Linked DNA regions of Zea mays: region 1 is linked to region 2. The links are chromatin contacts, called in public Hi-C maps. All regions are on one chromosome and are shown on one strand. Each heading gives the region's core, a stretch centred on a gene start, on an enhancer-like site or on the middle of the called end of the contact. The rest is flanking DNA. Distances are from core to core; before and after follow the strand shown. Region 1 has its middle 92 kb from the start of LOC118473357. Region 2 has its middle 88 kb from the start of LOC103638587.

Region 1 (6,346 bases), core at 3,384-5,883, 250 kb before region 2:
CCTTGTTGTTCGTATCATGGAACTCCAACCAAATCAGAGTGATCTGAGGGCTTGCAGCATCGAACACAACATCAAGGCAAATCTCCCAGACGTGGTACCCAATACTTTGAAGGAATGCCGACATACAGATCTTCCAGTACGGGTAGTTCGTCCCATTGAGGAACGGTGGCTTGCCAGAACCACGTTCCATGTCGCCTTCGTGGATTTCGAACTGATTAGGGAAGGGAAATTCTTAACCGGCTCTAATACCAATTGAAGGACCAGTGAGGCGACCAGAGGGAGGGGATGAATGTGAGCCAATCAAATTTTGCTTTCAAACACTAAAAATGAACACTTCACTTTAATTGAGATGAAGCAAGCGCTCAAACCAAGAACACATCAGTGAACTAGTGAACTCATGATTACAAAATATTCCTAATACTCACATGAGACCAGAAAAACAATTGGATCACAAATCGGACACCAAAAAGTCTGAATCGGTCCAAAACCGTGTCGCAGACAAGTGCTGATTTCAGCAACACGCAATTTTGTTCTCGGAAGTAAAACTTAAGCAAACAAACTCTGATTGAGATCAAATTTTATAGACACATGGAGAAATATGTTTCCAAGGTCTCCAAAAACTTTGAGCTCAATCGGATTTGTGAATCAACCGCAGATCTAAAAATATGAACATAATGGGGTTTTCTCAAAACGAACTCAAAGAGACCTCAACTCGAATCATGACCAAGAACTGCATTGTAGGGGTGCACGCATTGATCCAAAGAGTCTATCTCCACACAAATCAATCCCCAACAGCACACATATCAAAACAACTCAAAGGTTCTCCACAAAACCACAAGAGAAGGAAAATGGGGAAACCAAGAGCACAAAACTTCAGAATTTTAGCAAGGATGCAAAACTGAGATTGAGGCCAAAGAATGCTGTGGGCCGGACCGGCGACCCTTCCTCGGACTAAACTTGAAGATCAAGAACACAGTCGACAGCTACAAAATCTCTACAGATCTCTAGCTAAACTAGAGAAGTCTAGGGATGAAGATGTGAGAGCACTAAAACCCTAAGCAAAAAACAAATGGCAAACAAGAGATATTGAACTAACCAGCCCTCCCCTTTATTTATAGAGGGTTATTCTCACTTTCTAAACTACCACTATTTACATAGAGCTTATCCACTCCACCAGGGGCAAAATAGACCAACTCCTAGGTTTTCGATCCAATGACCACGTCATTCACACAGAGTTGCTTCGTCTTGACGCACCCTCCGCGATCACGCCACGTGCCACCATCAGTTCCCTCAGGAATCGTCGTCGCCAAGTTTTGAGGCCCAAACTCAGCAAAACCCGCAATCTGTAGCATTGGGTGGTTGAGGCCCAAACCACCAAACCTTCCATGAGCACCGCACCTTGTACACGTCCTCCACGACTAGACGCATGTCCTACCAGTTCTCGACCATGTCGGCAACACGGTCCACTCCACCACGTCCTCGCGCGAGTGCGTGTCTCAGGTGTCAGCCACCGCGGCTGGTCACCCGACTGCTCTAGTCCATCAGTCAAGACCCAGCACTCGCTCCTTCACCATTCTCGGTCCATCAGCACGAGCCCACATGACCTTCACCTCAACCTTCGACCACTATCCCTGTGCTCCACACCTATACACCACAAGCCGACCGACATGGTTGTACAAACATAATATCACACTCGGTCAGTCCACTGACTACACCAGAATGCTACCCGTTGACAATCACTCATCATCAATATGAACCATAAGGGACAAGTCAACCTTGTGTTCGCAGCGCTGATAGCAGTGCATGAGGGACCCAGACAGGGTGGGAATGGAGTCAAACATGGTGGAGGCAGATGGTCGGAAAAGGGTGGGAATGAATCCAAGACGGCGACGTCTTATGGTAAATAACATTGAAGTGATAGAGGTTAAAGACAAGCTTATGAAATACATTTTCTCCGTTTTCTCTGTTGAAATAGAAATAAATAAAGTAATTGATTCAATGTGTTACGACAAATGTACACGGTCTTGTAATGTTAGTGAACATATATACATGCATGGCACGTAAGAAAAAAAAGAAAAAACTAACCACATTGTTTGTGTGCATTTAACTTGGTCGTACCGTTAGATATGTATAGGAAGTCCGTGGCACGTAAGCCCGCCTACAAACCCGTTTATGCGGCTCGTTATGAGCTTGACCCGTCCCGCTTTATACAGTCTGGGTGAGTTCGACACGAATAGGCGGGCTGAACTCGAACAGTGAGCCCGGCTGACCTGGTCTAGCTCGCTTTACGTCAGGTCCTCTAGGCCCATGTTTTATGCTTATTATTTGTGCTTATCGGCCCGTTAAGCCAGCTAATCAGTCTGTTTTTTGTGCTTGTTGGACCGTCCCGATCCGTTTAGGCCCGCAGTGGGCCAGACCCGTGCAGATAAATGAGCTGACAGGCTTAGATGGACCAACCCAGTTTACTAACCGTACCTAGCCGGTTGAGCTTTCACTTCCCGTGCCAGGCCGGGTCGGGTGTCCTGTTTATACATGTCTACGCACCATACTGTCTACTACAATGATCTATTCATCGAGTAGTCCATCCAGGTTTCTTCGTGGAGATTTGATGATCACTTGATCTAACCACCCTGCTGACGGCTGATATGGATCCGAAGGTACTTAGCAGTTCACCTATATGGTCAACAAAACATTGTTTTGAACTGTTGTACACCGTAGACTGTACTGCTTACAAAGTGAGTGGAGTTTAAAAATTGGTATAGAGATGGATAAGTTACGGGAGATAGCCTTTAGCACAGGCTGGTTGCTACACCATCATGATTCATGAATGGTCAAGCCACAATTAATTCAGATAGTGATATCCTTGAAGCGATGATCAGCTTATCAAGGCTGGTCCGGCCTCCGTTCCTGCTAATCATAGCCCACACGGTAGCTTCATAGTTGTACTCAGATCAAGAATAATTGTAGTAGTGTTAATAAGCAAACTGTTATGTAAATAAGATCCACAAGAACAATAAAAGTATGAAAGAAAATGAAATTTCATCAGATGCTAGAATATATTCATGAGTAGAAGATTCCACTATTCCAGACAGCTCCATCGATCTTTGTCAGCATACCGACCATAGATTGTCTGAAAATTACATGTAGCAGTGGTTTCTAGAACAACACTATGTACAAGTCCCTGGCATGGACAGAGGGCCAGCATGCAGGACATCAGGAACCACACACACGAGCGCAATTCTTATACTATGTAATACACCAGTGTTCTTATATGCTAATGTCTTTGCAACATGTACCTTACTTGCAGTAAAATTGATACATGTCACTACAACAAAATATACACATACAGCGTACACATATATAGGAGTACTATACATGCATGGATCTAGCTTGCAAACATGATATGATGATGTTGTACAAAATCTCTCCCTCATATCACAAAGACCAAGCTCTAGACTAGCTCTACCACCAGTAGCTAGCTCTCAAACGAACATGCTTTATCCATGCATGCATCATGCATGTTCAAACAAATACTCTATGGACACGTACATATATATTACATATGCATACGCGTGTGGATGCGTGGGTTGAATTCTAGGCGATGCCAGAGACCGGTCGCGCATACCCGCCGCAGTAGTCCGGCGTGGCGGTGGCAAGGGCCTGCTGCGTGCGCAGCTGGTCGTAGAACTTCTTGATGAAATCCTCGGCGTCCAGGTCCACCTGGCCACAGTCCCCGTCGTCGTCCCCGAGCGGGAACGGCGAGTCGGTGATCCTCAGCTGCCTGGCGTGCGCGGGCGTGCGGCCGAAGCTCGCCCACAGCGCCGGGGACGGCGTGGCCACAAGCGCGAGGGGAGACGGCTGGTCCGAGCTGTTGCCGTCGCCGCCGCTGAGCAGCTGCTCGTTGTTGTTGAGGATCTCGAAGGCCCTGGCAATGTCGGACGCGTCGTAGTTGTACCAGCCGGGCTCGGCGCCGTTCGCGCCGCGGTGCGTGCCGCGGCGGCGGCTGCTGTTGTTGTTGTTGTTGTTGCGGCGCCTGCGCTTGCCCGTGGGGACGAGGTGGAGGGACGGGTAGGACGGGGTGTTGCTGCAGCTGAACTCCACCTCGCGCGTGCCCCGCGGGTCGTAGACGGCGAGCGACGGGTCGTGGCCGCGGCGGCCGCACGAGAAGTGCTGCGGAGGCGGCGCCGCCTCAGCCGCGGCGGCCTTGTCGCTGTTGTGCCCGTGGGCGGTCATGAGGTTGCCGAGGGCCTTGCCGGCGATCTTGCCGCGGTGGATGAGGAGGTGCAGGTCCATGGCCAGCTTCCGCTTCGGCATGCCCTTGCGGAGCATGAACAGCACGGCGCGCACCACGCGCCACAGCCGCCTCGCCATGTTCGGCTCCATCGCCATCTCGATCAGTTCCTTGCGGCTGCTCGACTTAGATTCCTTGCGCTGATTTGACTTTCGAGATCGATCGAGCCGAGCGTGTTGGTTTTTGTGGTGAGATCGTGAGAGAGAGAGAGAGAGAGAGAGAGAGAGAGTAGTACTGGTTGCTTTGGTGTCTTGCGTTTTAGCACGAGTAGGAAGGATGGAGAGGTGAGGGGCTATTTAAAGCAAGGCACCGAAGGTACGTGTCTGTGACGATGGCTACTCGATGTGCGAAGTGGCTAATCAACTACTGGTGGGAACATGATTGGGCATTTGGGCCGCAGCCCACATCAGGGAACAGTAGTTTGACAAGCGGCACGGCGACCTCTCACTCCGGCCTCAAGCATTGCCGCAAGGAAAGGAGGCTTTGTTGAGTAGTCTCTTCATGAGGAGCCATCATCATGTCACTCATTAGCATGATCTATTGGATGCCAACATGTTGTAATTTCTCTGTCAAAATACAGAAAGAATAATAAAAACAGAAACAATGCGTCCAGGTTTTATTAACATATCCTGTTGATTTGACAATGGATCGAATTTTCATGTAATTCGTTTCCTATTCCATGAGAGTTGCAGACAGCTTCAGTGTCTAGCTGAAAGTAGCCAAAACACATGAGAAGGTTCCTTTTTGCCGTTCGGGAATTGTTTTTGAATTACCAGCCTTTAGCAAATTCTAATTTATTTATTTATTATTCGAATTTCAAAAACCAGTTGAACTTAAGCAGGTGAGTGAGAGACTCAAGTTTTCCATATCAATGCTTTAGCCCATTGCGCGACCCACTTCTCTATATAGGAGTTCTGTTACTGAGCTCCACTATATACTCCAAAAGCTAACTAAATTTAAAGTGATTGCACCATGGTTCAAACCTTTTCCTCGTTTATCAGCTACGTGGCACCAACCCCACAACAACAAAATGCTCTAAAGCAGATCAACTTACTAGTGCAATTATGGGCCACGCATGTCCATTTACTATGGAAGGGACACTTGTTGCAAAAAGAAGCTGCAAAGGTTAAGCATGGTATGCACCCCAGAGGTTGAAAACTAAAGATTCAAGTTAATTTATAATGTGTCCACATACAATTAATGTCTTAAATATGATATTGGGTTTTGTCGTACTTGAGTATTAGCACTACCAGTTATCTAGATGTTTTTCTTTCTATAAAGAAGTTATCTAGATGTTTTTTGCTTTGAGATGGATAAACATAATCATATAAGCACCATGGAGAGTACACTATAGCAGGAAAATGAGCACCTGTACTAAGCTAAAGACTTGCCCGAGTGGGCAAGCTCCAAAACAGCTTCCCATGAAACACGCCACGAAAAAACATAGAAATTCTCATAAACATATGAACATCTAGCAAAGTTGGTAGACTCCAATCATCACAACCAATAATAGAAATTGGATATTTTATATTCTCTAAAAACAATACTTACATTCGCTATTTTGAAAAATATATAAAGGTAATCCACAAATTGACAACCGAATTGTCCACTTTTTTCCATTATAAAAGATAAGCAAGATAATCCCTTTAATATCAAATTACTAACCTACATCATTATAACAAATAGTTAAAAGTAACACCAAAATTTGATTTTAGTTATTCGTATGTATCGTTCAAAAGATAATATGAAGTGATCCATTTAGTTGATGTTAAACCATCTACCTTTACTGGTATATCAATAAACTAAAACATCTCTCAAATCTGTGTCAAAGTATTCAGTAACCATAAAGTATGATACATACTTACATATTGTCGGCGTTTCGAACCCGGGGGTCCCTGGACCGACGAGTAAATTATCGCCGCGTGCCCCAGCCCAGATGGGTCGGCGCGAGACGGAGCGCGAAGGGGGGAAGAAGCCGGAGGGAGACAGGCGTACAAAGGGGGAACCCGTGGCCTTCGTGTTTGTCCCGCGCCCAGGTCGGGTGCGCTTGCAGTA
Region 2 (6,391 bases), core at 2,423-4,922:
AAACACCGCATCATCGGGAAGGCGTGGACGAGGAGGTGGTGGTGGCGGTGCTTGTTGTTGCGTCTCCAACACAGCAAGTCTGTCGACGATCTGGGACAATTGTCGATCCAGCCTCTCGTAAGTCTTGCCAAGGTTCATGTTAATGAAGGCATCATGCACTGACTTGTGGACCGTCTCCTCCATTTGCTCCTTCAGGATCTTGTTGTTTGCCTCAAGATCTTGGCGGCTAACACATTCATTGAAGTTAGTAGGGATCCTTGCTTCTTCGTCGTCGCCTGCCATCGAAACACAAAAACAGGAAACAAACGGTGACGGTTATCCCTAATAATTTCACTACACGCTCCTCTCAGGTGGAACATAGGAACACGCTCTATTGTATCTTACCAAGCTCTTACAAGTGTCTGACGAAATACAAGCAAAGGATGGTACAATCGGAGGCTGGTTCGTGATACTTACCAAGAGGTAGTGAAACAGCGATTGCAAGGTCAAATCTGTATTGATCAGAAGATATAGTATGTGGAGCTGTAGGACAGGCACACTATGTATGTAAATGTGGAACAAAATCGAGTGCAGATGAGAGAAGTTCAATCAATATCCAAAGCACAAGTCACAATTGCTGGCTAAGAGATGTATCCGAGGCGTATCACAACAAGTTGGAACAAAGAACAATGGGACTAGCAGGATGATAGTACCATAAATGTTGTACAAGCGAGGCCAAAAAGGCACTAGTAGGATTCACTGGTGATTTTGTTTTTCTTTTTTGTATGGTTTTTTGATATTTTTTTAGCACAAGAAGCAACAAAATAGGAGCTACACCAAGTTTCACCTAAAACAGAGATCATATGTGGTCTATAGAAAATGAGCAAGTTCTCTGAAAAGCGTGCAAGAGCTTTGACAATTTTTTCTTTATTTTCCTGAATGGTGTCAACAAGCTCCTCTAAAAATTTTAGATTTTTGGACACCCGAGCGAAAAGTTATGCCCGGTTTAAGGAAGGTACCTCAAGTTATGTTTTTGGAGGCACGACTAGAAAACGGCGGTTAGGGCAAAAATTCCCTATCTGCAATCACAGCGATTAATGGGGTGGATCAACTTGTGATTTGGGAAATGGTGGACGGGATAGCGACGTATCTGCAATCTATCTAGGGCTGGAACGGTGGCGGCTAGCGAGGGCAAGTCGATTAATGGGTGGATCGACTTGTGATCTGGATAATGGTGGATGCGATAGCGGCTAGCGAGGGCAGTTGATCTACGACGAAGATACACCCTAAACCAGCAACACGACTCGACCACGGACACGAACTGAACAAAGCCAAACTGAAAATGAAATTGCAAATGCTAAACAAGGGTTCTAGGACAGCGGAATTTTTTTGTATGGCAATTATCTGGAGTTATAGGATGAAAACCCTAAACTAAACTAGGGTAAGCCTGACGGTAATACCTGAGTCTTTGAATACCACTTGATAGGAACGAGGGTGCCTGATCTTCCGTCAGGTGAAGATAACTATCGATTTGGTGGAGATGTCACACAGACGATCCAGCTTCCAATCAACACGACTAGAACCCCGCAATCGCAGCACCACTTCTCCTCTGGTTATCAACCGTGCACTGCGCGATTGACCTCGCCACGAGGGCTAATTCCTGCCTGAGAATTGAAGACACAAGCAAGAACAAGAAAGAACACAATCTAGAATATTGCAGGTGAAAGATTAAGCTCACAAGTTGGGGTATCACAAACCGATCTACGGCGACTGTTCTTAACAGATCTAAACTTAAGCAAAACTCAACCTAATTGTGGCGGCGACTGCTGAATAAATAGAGTATTAGGGCGTGCGTGACCCCTGGACTTGCCCCTAATAGGCTCCGACGCGATACACGGCTCAACGGCCCAACAGACGGTGTCGCAGCACCAAAACAGAATCTGAACGCTGAATTGATTCGACGATTCCCGTTGACTCCGGATGAATTTTAGGGTGGAACTAGTTGGGTTGGTTATATAATCTCTTTATCTTTACAACCATATCAAGCCCGTCACAATCAGAGTTCGGATGCATCTTGGGTGTCCATTTTAGTGCAGACTGGTCCTGGAACCCGAGATAGAGTCGCAGCCGAGTCGGACTTGATCTCCTTCCTGTTGTGGGCACCTTTGCTGCTCCTCCTCAACACCTAGGCCTTTCCCAAGTCCTTGCTGGTCTTCTCCAAGTTTCCTAATCATCAAAACATCCATGGCCCCAAGCGTAAGCTCTGAAACACAATTGACTAGGGTAGAACGTATCTGGAGAATTAGCTGTCGTGCACGCTATCGTGTTATCGGTCCATTCATTGTATGTATAGAAGTGATGTCCTCATCAAGTCGGTTGGCCTTAGGCCTATATAATTAGGGCTTTGTAATCAAGAGAAGACAAGGAATAACTGTATCTCTGCTAACTTCCCCAGGAGAGCTAGAGCCCCCAACTCTGTGCACTACCCTCTGCCATTATGGCGCCCAAGGGACAGCCATCGCCCCGTGGTTGCAGCCTACCCTCCTCTCACTCTTACTCTCTGTGCAGCTCCCTCGTAGGGCTAGGAAACCAACCACCCACACTAGTTTGCATACCTTACAGGAATTATTACGCCTACTGCAAAAAGGCATGCATGCAAACAAATTTCATTTTTGCCTAGGATTTAAGACCGCCTCCAGCAGGTCATCTAAAGTATTCAGTACTCTAAATTTTAGAGGACGTTGTCGTCCTCTACTCTCTCCAGCAACATTCTCTAAATGGTCCTTTAAATTTAGAGGAGACTGTAAAAGACATATATTGTTGGCGCCGATCTGGGCAGCGCCAATCACTAGGGGTGTATCGCCTGGCGGTGCCCTCGGCGGTGGCACGAACAGTCCGCGGCCTTGAGCCAGACGGTCCATGACCTGGGCATCGAAGCGACGCCTTCCCTATGTCGCACCGGATGGTCCGCGCACGGGGCCGGACGGTCCGCGATGGCATAGGGTCGCCTTCCTCCTCCTCGCTGGAACCTAGATCTCGTCCCATGGGGGAAGAGATTTTAGGGTGTCCTGGGTCGACAGGTCACCCGGGGCGTTCCCAGATGATGTGGAGTCACTTAGGAATTAAAAGATCAATTCGAGGAATAGGCCTTGGGTGGACAACTAGCGGAAGGGGTAATATCCTAGGGTCGTCTTGGGGTCGGCAGGCCACCCAAAACGAATCTAGACGACGTAGAGTCGAATAGGGGTGGAGGTGGAGATGCAGAAGGCTATAACTAGAACTACGCTACATCAACTCATAGGGCAGGAATGATAAAAAAAAGTAATTGATTCGATTGGAATGTGTTCGGTGGTTATCAATCGGCCGTACCCCTTCATATATATAAGGGGAGGTTTAGACCCATTCTAAGTGATAGCTAACAAATTACACGTGATTAGATGGATAACCACGCATGAGATAAGGATAATCGACCAAGTTAATCTGATCGTGGGGTGCGGTCAAACGCAGGAAGAATATGAATACGAACAAGTAATCTGAAAACTTGATACCATTGGCGATCGGAGATTCACTCCAAACCACGCAGAAACCTCACGAACAGGGCGCTGGCGCGCTTCAATACCAAGAAAGTGACCTACCTCCTGTGAGAGTGAGAAGGCAGCAGTGACGAGCGGTGTCTGCAAACTGCATGATTGGCACGAGGGCCGGGGGTCGCTTTTGTGTGCACTGGAAAACAAACACCCAGGGGCCCCAGCTGTCGACGTTCTTAATCATCAAATTTAATCAATCAAACCGGGTGATATTTGCGACGCGAAGCACTCGATCGCACTCTACCAGCGTGCTCCACGTGTACAGCCAGGTTTGGCGAAATTGATGAGTAGTTTTCTGTCCAGATCCCAATCGATGCGGAACTGAATGACTGTGTTCGCTGTTGGTGTCTGAGATGGAGATCTTGCTTGTGGCGGCAAGCTAACGTGTGCAGTACTTCCGTTTGATAGCGAAGTTTAGGCCAGATCACCAACACTAAATGCGTTAACTTTGAGCATGTTAAGTTTTCCGTCGAGATCTCGAGTATAATCGATGGAAACTCATTGACTCTGATCGAGCTCTGGTGGTGTCGTTGTAGATGGAGATGGTGCAGTTTCGTCTATCTGACAGCGAAGTTCTTCGGTTTTAATCGTGGTTAAGCTATCAATAATGGCGCAGATCACCAACAAACTAGATAGATGTGTCTGTCAATCTGGCATTGGCTGAAGCCGCCCAGCAGTCAAATGAAAGCTTCATCGCTTTCACCACCACGCGCGGTTCAAAAGAGGTTGCACATGTACACGCTCGTACTACAACGCTTGGCTACCACCTGTACACACTAGTAGAAAAGAGCTTAAAGCCTGCGGCACCCATAAATTATCACTGGCGGTTTCAGTTACCGTGCGCCAGTAAAAAAATCAGGTGGGCCCGGCTTGGGAACCGCCAGTGAAAACCTATTTCCACTGGCGGTTATCTTAACACAACCGCTAGTGGAAATAGGATGGCGTTTGGTGTAACAGAACCTAATTAATTAGCTGATTTCACAATGTCTATTACACATGCATGATTTCTTGTGCATTTTATTACATGAATAGGAGGTCTTGTCTCAATTTCGTGTGATGCTCGAAAAAGCTGCGGCACGATACCAAGACGCACCGGAACCGACCCAAGACGCACCGGAACCGACCCAAGGCGCACCGGAACCGACCGAGACAACCACCGGGAGGTCAAGGAAAAGGAAGCAGAGCGAACGGAACAGAGGTGATAGGGGGCTAAACAAGTTTCCTGACAAGACATATAAAATCGCAGACGTGAGCCCGAATGGTTAGCCCCTAGCTCCAGAAGAATCACTGCCTAAGTTCCGGAATGCACTTGGGTTCTTAGTTAGAGATAATCTTGACATCACAATCCGACAGTGGAGAGATGTATCAGATGATGTCAAGAATCAAATGTGGAATAAGCTAATAACGAGGTTCGTTTTGCCTCGGGGTTCAGAAGAACTCGTGAAAAAATACACAATGAAGCAGTTTGCAATCAATTTCTGAAACTGGAGGTCTGAGATGAATACAAAGTTTGCAAAGAAAGACCTAGACCCGACGAAAAAATATAAAATCTCAGCAGGTCAGTGGTCAGTATTTTTAGAGCAGAGGAGCAGTCCTGATTTCATATCGCTAAGTGAGGCAAATTCGGAACTATCTAAGAAGAACAAATACCACCACCACCTTGGCACAGGTGGTTACAAGCGTCAGGTTCCTAAATGGAGGCAAGAAGACGCCGAGAAGAAGGCTGCAGGGTTGCCGACGCTGTCCGAGCAACTTGGTGAAAGGACAGCTAATTGGATCCGTGCTAGAAAACCAAGGGAAACTGAGTCTGGTGTATCTTTTGATGATCCCACTGTCGAAGAAGCGGCAAAAAACATATATGCAATTGCAGCTAAGCAGAGCCAAGGAACATTTAAGCCGCAAAGAGAGAGAGACATTCTAACGGCTGGTCTCGGTAACCCTGAGCATCCTGGACGTGTACGAGGAATCTCATCTAAGGAAGGATGGAAGGAAGGATTCAGACCACAATGGGAAGGTCTGTACAAGAAACGTGATCGATACAAGGAAGAGATGGTGAATTATTTTAAGGAGGAGGCCAAGAAAGAGTTCAAAGGCCTGATGTCTGAAATGCTATCGAATCCTCCTCCAGAATTGATGCAGCAATTGGCGATGGCGAGTGCGATGTCTGTTCAACAGATGACCAGTCCACAGATGCAAATAATTCCAGCAGCTCAAACGTCGGCTTCCATCGAGGGTACGACCATCCCAAGCTCTATCACGTCAACAGGAAATAAGGTCCGCTATCCAGTTGATGACATCACAAGGCCTGTGGCATGCACACTAGTTATAAGATATGGTATTAACAATCAGCGTACAAAGAAAGTAGCCACAGGCCTTGCGATCCCAGGACGCAAGTTCCATGGAAACGACATTCCAGAAGAATATTGCAGGGTAGAAGTGACGACAGTTGTCCAAGGATACGAGGACGACATGCTAGACATCCCTGGGCCCGAAGGTATCGAGACACTTGGACAAGCTATCAAGAAATTTATCCTTTGGCCTCGAAGGGATGTCGAATTGGTTGATCCACCACGACAACCGTCGTCGTAGGCCCAACCGTCTCCGCCTTCTCAAATTGTTGTTCCTATTGTACATCCATCATCACCTCCTCAAACTTCACATGCTGCTCCTCATCCTCTTTCTGACCCTCCTTCTCCTCATCCTCATGGTGGCCCACCGTCTCCGCCACATACATCACCCTTCAGGGATCCACCTTCTCCACAGCCATCTCCACGACCATCAAAGAAATCTAAAGTTTCTATACCAAAATTAGTGTCCCCGTTCGA

The links. Hi-C and Micro-C count contacts between places; a contact is called where the count stands out from the background.
Region 1: a contact with region 2 is called in a Hi-C map of leaf, with 3 times the contacts expected there. The contact joins two enhancer-like sites. A contact is called at or near these places in 6 of 25 Hi-C or Micro-C datasets (bundle sheath, ear, leaf and 1 more).

The regions. Positions count from the first base shown.
Region 1 is chr9:80,111,253-80,117,598 of Zm-B73-REFERENCE-NAM-5.0, reverse strand. No RefSeq gene overlaps it. Among protein-coding and RNA genes, the nearest start is that of LOC118473357, 92 kb to the left of the region's middle. Within about 2 kb of position 4,633, at least 12 of the 20 cell types and tissues checked have an H3K27ac peak or open chromatin away from gene starts, as enhancers often do. A contact at or near this core is called in leaf, where this site is marked.
Region 2 is chr9:79,861,617-79,868,007 of Zm-B73-REFERENCE-NAM-5.0, reverse strand. No RefSeq gene overlaps it. Among protein-coding and RNA genes, the nearest start is that of LOC103638587, 88 kb to the right of the region's middle. Within about 2 kb of position 3,672, at least 8 of the 20 cell types and tissues checked have an H3K27ac peak or open chromatin away from gene starts, as enhancers often do. A contact at or near this core is called in leaf, where this site is marked.